Linked DNA regions of Danio rerio: region 2 is linked to region 1. The links are chromatin contacts, called in public Hi-C maps. All regions are on one chromosome and are shown on one strand. The core of a region is the stretch at or near the end of the contact, and the rest is flanking DNA. Distances in the headings are between cores, read along the strand shown. Region 1 holds the start of fbxo41 (F-box protein 41). Region 2 overlaps fbxo41 (F-box protein 41).

What was found. Hi-C and Micro-C count contacts between places; a contact is called where the count stands out from the background.
Region 2: a contact with region 1 is called in a Hi-C map of embryo, with 2.0 times the contacts expected there. The contact joins the enhancer-like site here to the promoter of fbxo41 in region 1. A contact is called at or near these places in 3 of 18 Hi-C or Micro-C datasets (caudal fin, embryo and an unstated tissue) and 1 of 4 datasets of contacts at active chromatin or transcription factors (caudal fin).

The regions. Positions count from the first base shown.
Region 1 is chr1:44,888,303-44,892,170 of GRCz12tu, forward strand. It overlaps fbxo41 (F-box protein 41), which reads left to right and starts at 2,431. Exons shown (of 14, transcript XM_073953180.1): 1 at 2,431-2,509; 2 at 2,608-2,751.
Region 2 is chr1:44,973,481-44,977,453 of GRCz12tu, forward strand. fbxo41 (F-box protein 41) reads left to right here. Exons shown (of 14, transcript XM_073953180.1): 7 at 3,728-3,963. Among named protein-coding and RNA genes, the nearest start is that of rnf24, 78 kb to the right of the region's middle. Within about 2 kb of position 1,536, at least 15 of the 62 cell types and tissues checked have an H3K27ac peak or open chromatin away from gene starts, as enhancers often do.

The DNA of each region.
Region 1 (3,868 bases), core at 1,181-3,680:
TGAATTTAAACTTTTATTGAGTTTTCAATAATAAAAAAAAAATCATAAGAAATGCACAAAAGTTTCCACAGAAACATTCAGCAGCTAACACTTCCACATCCAGACGAATGTGCATGTCGGTGTTTATACGCACCATAAGTATTGCATTGGAATCTGCTTTAATTTGTTTTTCGAAAGTGATATTATATAATTGGGTTTCATCTGTGTTACACATTATGGGAGATCTAAGAGCATTACAACCTCATTAACCATCTCTGGCACACACTGATGACCAGAAATATTAAATTCTTTGTTTAATCTGGTTCGTTTTAGGCTTGTTTTCAAGCTGTGTTATTTGTTATTGGTCTCTGGGGAATATGTGCATGGTATTGTGAAAAAAAGTCAGGTTTTTATTCTTTTTTCCCATCTGTTTGAGCAGAAACTGAAGCGTAAGAGCCTTGTCATCTCCCCACCCCCTCTCCTTCACACTGAGATCCGCTCCCTCCCACTGTGGCTTTTTGCTGGAAATGGATTGTCACCGAGAGTGAAGGGGGGGCCCTGAAATGTGGGAGATCTTTTTGGGGACCTTGCTGTGAAAACTCAGTAGCTCTTTAAGGACTCTACTTGACCAGTGGGTAGGCAAGAGAATGACGGAGGATGAAACTGACCTCTGCTAGTATCCTACAGTGCTTGAGCACTCAGAAATACCCTTCAATTATACCCTTAATTACCAGGCCATTATAAATTGTATAATTATTTGACTTCTTCTAACGTGTGTTAATTACTGAAATGACATAGGCTGAATGCTGGTGTGTGTGTATGTGTGTGTGCAAATTAAATAGGACAATACCTTTAAAAGCAGAGCAGGAAACAACAGTTGTTTCCTCTTAGTAGAAAGCCTAGTTTTCTTATCCTCGAGAGGCCACATCAGGTGAGATGTGTGTGAAGCACTGGGAGGACACATGTAGACTCTTCTCTACAGTAATTATCGGCATTTACTACTGAGAGGAAGTGTTTCCGATAGAGATTTGGCTACACTGCTGTCTGTTTGAAATTACATTAGGATATATATAAGACATGGTCACTCCCTGTGCACAACACAATCTTCACCTAGATAGATGTGAGATTTTCTATCGGCGAGGGCACTTGAGCTATTTTTCACAACTTTGATTTTAATCTGCTTCATTTTGCTGACAAATCAAAGACTTTTGTCAAAGCTAACGGTCTGTTAAAGGGATCATTCAGCTCAAAATGAACATTCAGTCATAGTTTACTAACCCTGGTGCTTTTTCTGATGCCATATGCAATTTCTTCTGTTTTTCAACCACAACAGGAGAAATAATAATAATAAAAGAATCCTGATTAAGCTTGTTCTTAAAATGACAGTGAGTAGCAATCAGCATCAAGCTTTTAAAAAAAAACCAATTGTATCAACGAATGATCCTATGTGACACATGGCATAGATTCCAAGTGTTCTGGGCATGTAAAGTTTAGGGAAGACAAATTGAAATTTATTGTACTATTTAGTAATAATCAGCCAACACGGCGGCTGAGTGGTTAGCACTGTCGCCTCACAGCAAGAAGGTTGCTGGCTCGAGATCCAGCTGGGTCAGTATATGTGTATATGTGTGAATGTGAGAGTGTTTCCCAGTACTGGTTTGCAGCTGGAAGGGCATCCGTTGCGTAAAACATATGCAGGATAAGTTCACTCTGCTGTGGCTACCCCTGGTGAATAAAGGGACTAAGCTGAAGGAAAATGAATGAATGAATTCACTGATAATCCTGACCTTGACTGTTTGTATTGCCATACTGTAATAAAATACTCGACTCTAATAACATAGTCAACACTATAAAGCCCTGGACACACCAAGCTATGTCTACGTGCTATGCTATGTGTTACATGAACATAAACATAGACATCAAGCTGACGTCAAATGTTGTCACTGCGTCTGCTGAATCTGGTTCTGTCCATAAATAGTGGCGGTTCTAGTTTAAATGGCACCCTGGGCAAACCACCCCATACACCCCTCCCCTTTATTTTGTAATATTTATTTTTCAATAAATATAACAATTTATTTATCTTTGATAATATTAATATTATTATAAAATTATTATTCTGAATAAAAAGCAGAAATAAATCCTAAATGTTACTGGAAAACCATGTAACAACTGGAGTGATATGCTAAGATCACTTAAGAAAACCTTTGCATGAATATTATGACAATTTAATTCAATTCAATTAAAAAAAAATCTGTTGTTTTAGATCCGACTCATGGCTGAGAATTAATGTTATAAAGTCTTAGCTCCCGGACTCTTCATCCTTCCTTTCTGCTTTATAGCAATGCATTATCATATTCCTTAAACTTTAATTTTGTCAACTTGCAAAACTCGCTGCATGCCGACACCTCTGCACAAAAGACTATTACTTCGGTTTCACGGCGCATGAGCAGTGCATATGTTATTGACGTGCATGCAAACAACCGAGATTCACACAGGAGCGCATGTGTGGTATGCGGGAATAGTTTTAAATGTATATCTATATTGTTTGCAAATATTTAAGAAATGCAACAAAATGGCTGCCAGCTTTTGTGTTCCACTTTGCTCGTTTGTTTTGTTTCATTGCTTCAGATTTGTATGTACCTGAACAGCCAATAAGAACACTCTCTGATGCCGATTGAACATGCCGAATTTGTTGATCTTCGTCCAAGTCCGACAAGAGACAACATGTGGAAAACACCAAACAACACTACTCAACTGCTCATCATCGGCTTGGTGAGTCCCAGTCTTTAGTTCCACGGTTCATGTCAGTTTAACCAGAAAAAACACACAAGATAACTGATATGATAAATCAAGATGAATAAAACATGAAACACAATGTCTAAAAATAATAAGTGGATCAAAACGGAAAAACGTGATAACTAGAACTAGTATTTTGTCACATTTTATGGTAAAATATGGTGCTAATAGTCTCATCAATATGCAGTCATGCACATAGACTAATGGTCAAAGTCAGGATTTTCTTTAAATAATATATAAATTATGTGGAAGAAATATAATTTTCACCAAATCTTTTTATAAACCATAAGAACTCTATCTATCTATCTATCTATCTATCTATCTATCTATCTATCTATCTATCTATCTATCTATCTATCTATCTATCTATCTATCTATCTGTATGTCTGTCTGTCAAAATTTAAGCTAATGAAACTTTCTTGGCAGGCTTTGTGAAGCCAAAATGAGCATTGCTTTAACAGCTTTAAAAAAAATCTAGTTTCTATTCTCAAAGTACTCTATACATCAACCAGCAGGAACACCTTTGATCCCTTGACGTTCACGGCTTGTTAGATGCCGTTTACATCCTCTCAGTGTTGGCTACCCATTCAGATCTATTAGAAGTCAGTGGGAGACGGATCCCATTCCCGTTCCTCTCGTCCTTTTCTCAGTGAGCATTGACAGTAGATTGGATTGATGGCTTAATGCATTCATGAAGTGTCAGCCTTCTGCCATTGGCGATCACTTGAGTGAGGGAAACAGTGTTAAGAGGGAAGCCCGTTCCTTCACTGGGCTGATCTACAGGGTTTGCTTCTTTGTGCTTAACAGGCTGGTGGCAGGATGTACAGGTTAAGTATTAACCCAGTACAGTGTATCTGGATGTTTGAGGTAAAGTTTTGAGCATCCTGCAGGCTCGGTCTAACAATTGAACATGCCAAAGATCTCCAAAGGCAAGAATACATCATCCATCTTTATTTCTACAGTGATAGATACCACATTTCAGCCGATAACACACGGGTTGATGGATCTACATATTATTTGGGATATTAGTTTGTAGCTATATTGTCCAACTGAAAGCTTAAAAAAGATCCTGTTACATTTAGCTGAGGTTACT
Region 2 (3,973 bases), core at 286-2,785, 84 kb after region 1:
TGTTGCCAGGGTATTGCTAGGTAATTGCTAAGGTGTTGTTAGGTGGTTGCTAGGTGGTTGCTAAGGTGCTGCTAGGTTGTTGCTAAGGTCTTGCTAGGTTGGTGCTAAGGTGTTGCTAGGTCATAGCTTAGGATGTTGCTAATGGTTGCTAGGGTGTTGCTTGGTGGTCGCTAGGGTGTTCTGATTGATTGCTAGGTGGTTGCTAGGATGTTGCTTGGTGGTAGCTAGGCAATTGCTTAGGTGTTCTAGGTCATTGCTAAGTTGTTGATAGGTGGTCGCTAGGGTGCTCTGAGTGGTTGCTAGGCAGTTGTTAAGGTAAGTGGAGTTTGCATGTTCTCCCTATGTTTGCGTGGGTTTCATCCGGGTGCTCCGGTTTCCTTCACAAGTCCAAAGACATGTGGTACAGGTGAATTGGGTAAGCTAAAATTGTTTATAGTGTATGTGTGTGAATGTGTGAGTGTTTCCCAGTGATGCGTTGCCGCTGGTAGGGCATCCGCTGCATAAAACATGCTGGACAAGTTGGCGGTTCATTCTGCTTTGGCAACCCCAGATTAATAAAGGGACTAAGTCGAAAAGAAAATGAATGAATGTATGAAATTAGCATGTTTCTAGTATGAATTAGCATGTTGCTAGCATGTTTCTAGCATAAACTAGCATGTTGTTAACATGAATTTAGTATGATTAGTTTGTTTGTTAGTGTGTTTCTAGTATGGATTAGTGTATTGTTTGTATGGATTGGTGTTTGTTCAATGTAAAGGCAATGGCAGTTTCTTTTTTTAAAGAAGTCTATGGAACAGTTGCTAGGTTGATGTAAGCGGTAGCTAGAGGAGATGCCTTCTTAAAATAGTCTTAAGAAGAAGAAGAAGAATTTTATGTAGCATAACAGTATTGGCCTTCTCAAGTATGTTGTAAGTAGCATAACAGTATGTTGGCTTTCTATTTATTATAATATATTTTATAAGATTCCATACAATTATTCCATACAAATTACATATTTTTTTATTGTGATATTTAATACATTGTGATATTATATTTCATAATACAATTCACTTTTTCGACCCCACTAATAGTTTGATTTTGGGTTATTTTATATCGGTTAGAGTAACAGAGTCTCTAGGCTGTTGATCATGTCTGATTTATCCCATTTCTACCACTGACATTTGTATTTGAGTGTATTCACACACGTCGTGCTCATGCGCAGGTGAAGGCTCAGGCAGCAGGACCGTTAGTTCTCTGTGATTTTTTAAGAGTCTGTTTGAGTCACAACTTTTGCCAGATTTTGCTTGATTGATCTGAAGTGTTTTCTAAATGTAGGCGAATCTGCCAGCACCCGTTTCTTCAGTCTCTGTCTTATTAGATCTCCAGCAGATTGTGTGTGTGTGTGTGACTCAGGAGATCTGGGTCTGTCAGGCTGGAGCTGTGAGATAGAAATGTCTTGCTGATTGCTTGATTTGGAGGATCTTCAGAACCTGTGGGAGGCAGTGAAATAAGGGACGGAAAATGAAAACTCTCCTCATTTTGACTCTGGCGCCACATCATGGGAATCAGTGGTAATGCAGAATGTGGCCAGTAAAAGCGGCGCTTCTCAAGCAGTAGTCCACTAGAGGGCCTCAGAAAATGTACAGCATTAATATTAATATATTAATAAAACTGTTTACGTTATGTTTTAATTAAAAAAATAAAATATTAAAAGAGTTACATTATTCAAATATGTTTAAATATGTTTTTGTTTTTTTTCAAAGTATAATCCTGAATCTCTATCGTTATTTAATTGTATTCAACTGTACTTTATTTCACACTTTTTTATGGTTTTGGTGCTATACAGGGAAATACTGGGATGTGGAAAATACATTGAAATGTATTTTAAAATTAGTTACTAAAAACCTCAATTTTCAGTGTATCAAAATGAACTACAAAATGCAGCAGTCACAAATGTATCAAAATAAAATACTGTATTTTTGTATTTTAAAAATACTACAAAATACTGCTTAATTTTTTTCACAAATTGTTCTATCAATAGGCCTATTGGATCAATCCCTTCATCATTGAACTTCATCATTGATCCCTTTATCATTAGTGAAGTAAACAATGATTGATAGCAGCAGCTTTTCTCTGAGCAAGTTTAAGTCAGCTTAAACTCCTTAAGCTCTGCACCTCATTCACCTCTACTGTACATGAGGAGGTGTTCATAATGATGTAAAGTGTGTTTCTCTTTGATTGTCCTATAGATTTTAGAACAAATTTCATACAGAAAGTCCTGTCTTGAAGAATATCTATTTAATCACTGTAAAAAAAAAACATTTAATGCTGATAATAACTACATCTCTTGATGGTAAAAATTGCCAACATCTTTTAAAAGTTTTTAGTCTCCTAAAATCTCCAGGTTTAGTAATTTGCTTAAATCATGTTTTGTTTTTTGCAATTGAACTTTTTAAATTACAGTATAAAACATGATATCTCAAAAAAAAAAAAATCTGTTTTTGCTTCCATAAAACTCGAGTTGGGAGTAGTACCAGTCTGTAGATTGGAGTATTATTACATGTTTTTATCTCATAGTGGAGAGCGGGGCACAAAGTAACACTTTTTGGTTTTGACCATAGTGAACAAAGTAATGGGGTTAGACAAACCATTTGTTTTTTACCAACAACACACAAACCTCTCCTACTTTTGTGTGTCTTACAATCTTACAACCTCTCCTGGTTGTAAGATTGCAGGTTTCTGTGCAGTATTGCTAAAAGAGCCAGGAGTATAATGTTACTATTTACCCTACCTACAGGGCAAGTAGTAGCAGACAGAGGGATTAGTTGTAACTCATGCTTATAAGATTTCACACAATTAATTTAAATCCAGTTTACTTATAAATAGTAGCTATAATTCTTCACTACATAGCTCAATTAATATTTTATTCTGCATAGCACAGCATGCTCATTTCTTTATTTATTCATTCATTCATTCTTTTTCTTGTCGGCTTAGTCCCTTTATTAATCCGGGGTCGCCACAGCGGAATGAACCGCCAACTTATCCAGCACATTTTTACGCAGCGAATGCCCTTCCAGCAGCAACCCAACTCTGGGAAACATCCACACACACTCATACACTTGGACACTTTAGCTCACCCAATTCAACTGTACCGGATGGACTGTGGGGGAAACCGGAGCACCCGGAGGAAACCCACGCGAACGCAGGGAGAACATGCAAACTCCACACAGAAATGCCAACTGACCCACCCAAGTCTCAATCCAGCATAAATACATTTATTTATTTATTGGATAAACACATTTAAATTTATTTGGATTATTATCCATTATTATACAATGCATTTATTTGCAATATTAACAATAAAATTTATTTTTTTGTCTATTAAAAAATAGAATAGAATATGTTCTATTAAAAACTTTTCATTTAAAAAGTTCTCAATACTTAACTCAAAATTCAAAACTGGTCATTTTAATGGTAATCAGTTTTGTTAGTTTAGTTGGTGTCCAACAGTGTGTGGCTTTATTGTAACACCCTGTTACAACTAACCCTGCTGTGTCATGTTTTCCTCAAAACTGGCTAGCAGTTACTGTGTGTTTCTTACATCTTTCAAAATGGTTTCATCTTTTAGCCTTTTCAAATGATGTATTTCTTCTTGACATCATGCTTAATGTTTTTCATTTACACAGGGAAAATGAATGTTGACCACTGCTGCTGATTTTTCTTCACCTCATGTTATTCCTTTCTCCAGGTCGCTCTGAAGGAGGATACAAGGCGTGCCGTCATGAGAAAAGCCCATCTAAAGGCAGCGAGGTCATCAGTCCAGAGGTGCTGAAGATGCGTGCCGCTCTTTTCTGTATCTTCACCTATCTGGACACAAAGACGCTCCTGCGAGCAGCAGAGGTGTGCAGAGATTGGAGGTCTGTAGCTCGACACCCGGCCGTCTGGACCAGAGTCCTGCTGGAGAATGCGCGCATCTGCTCCAAGGTTTTACACC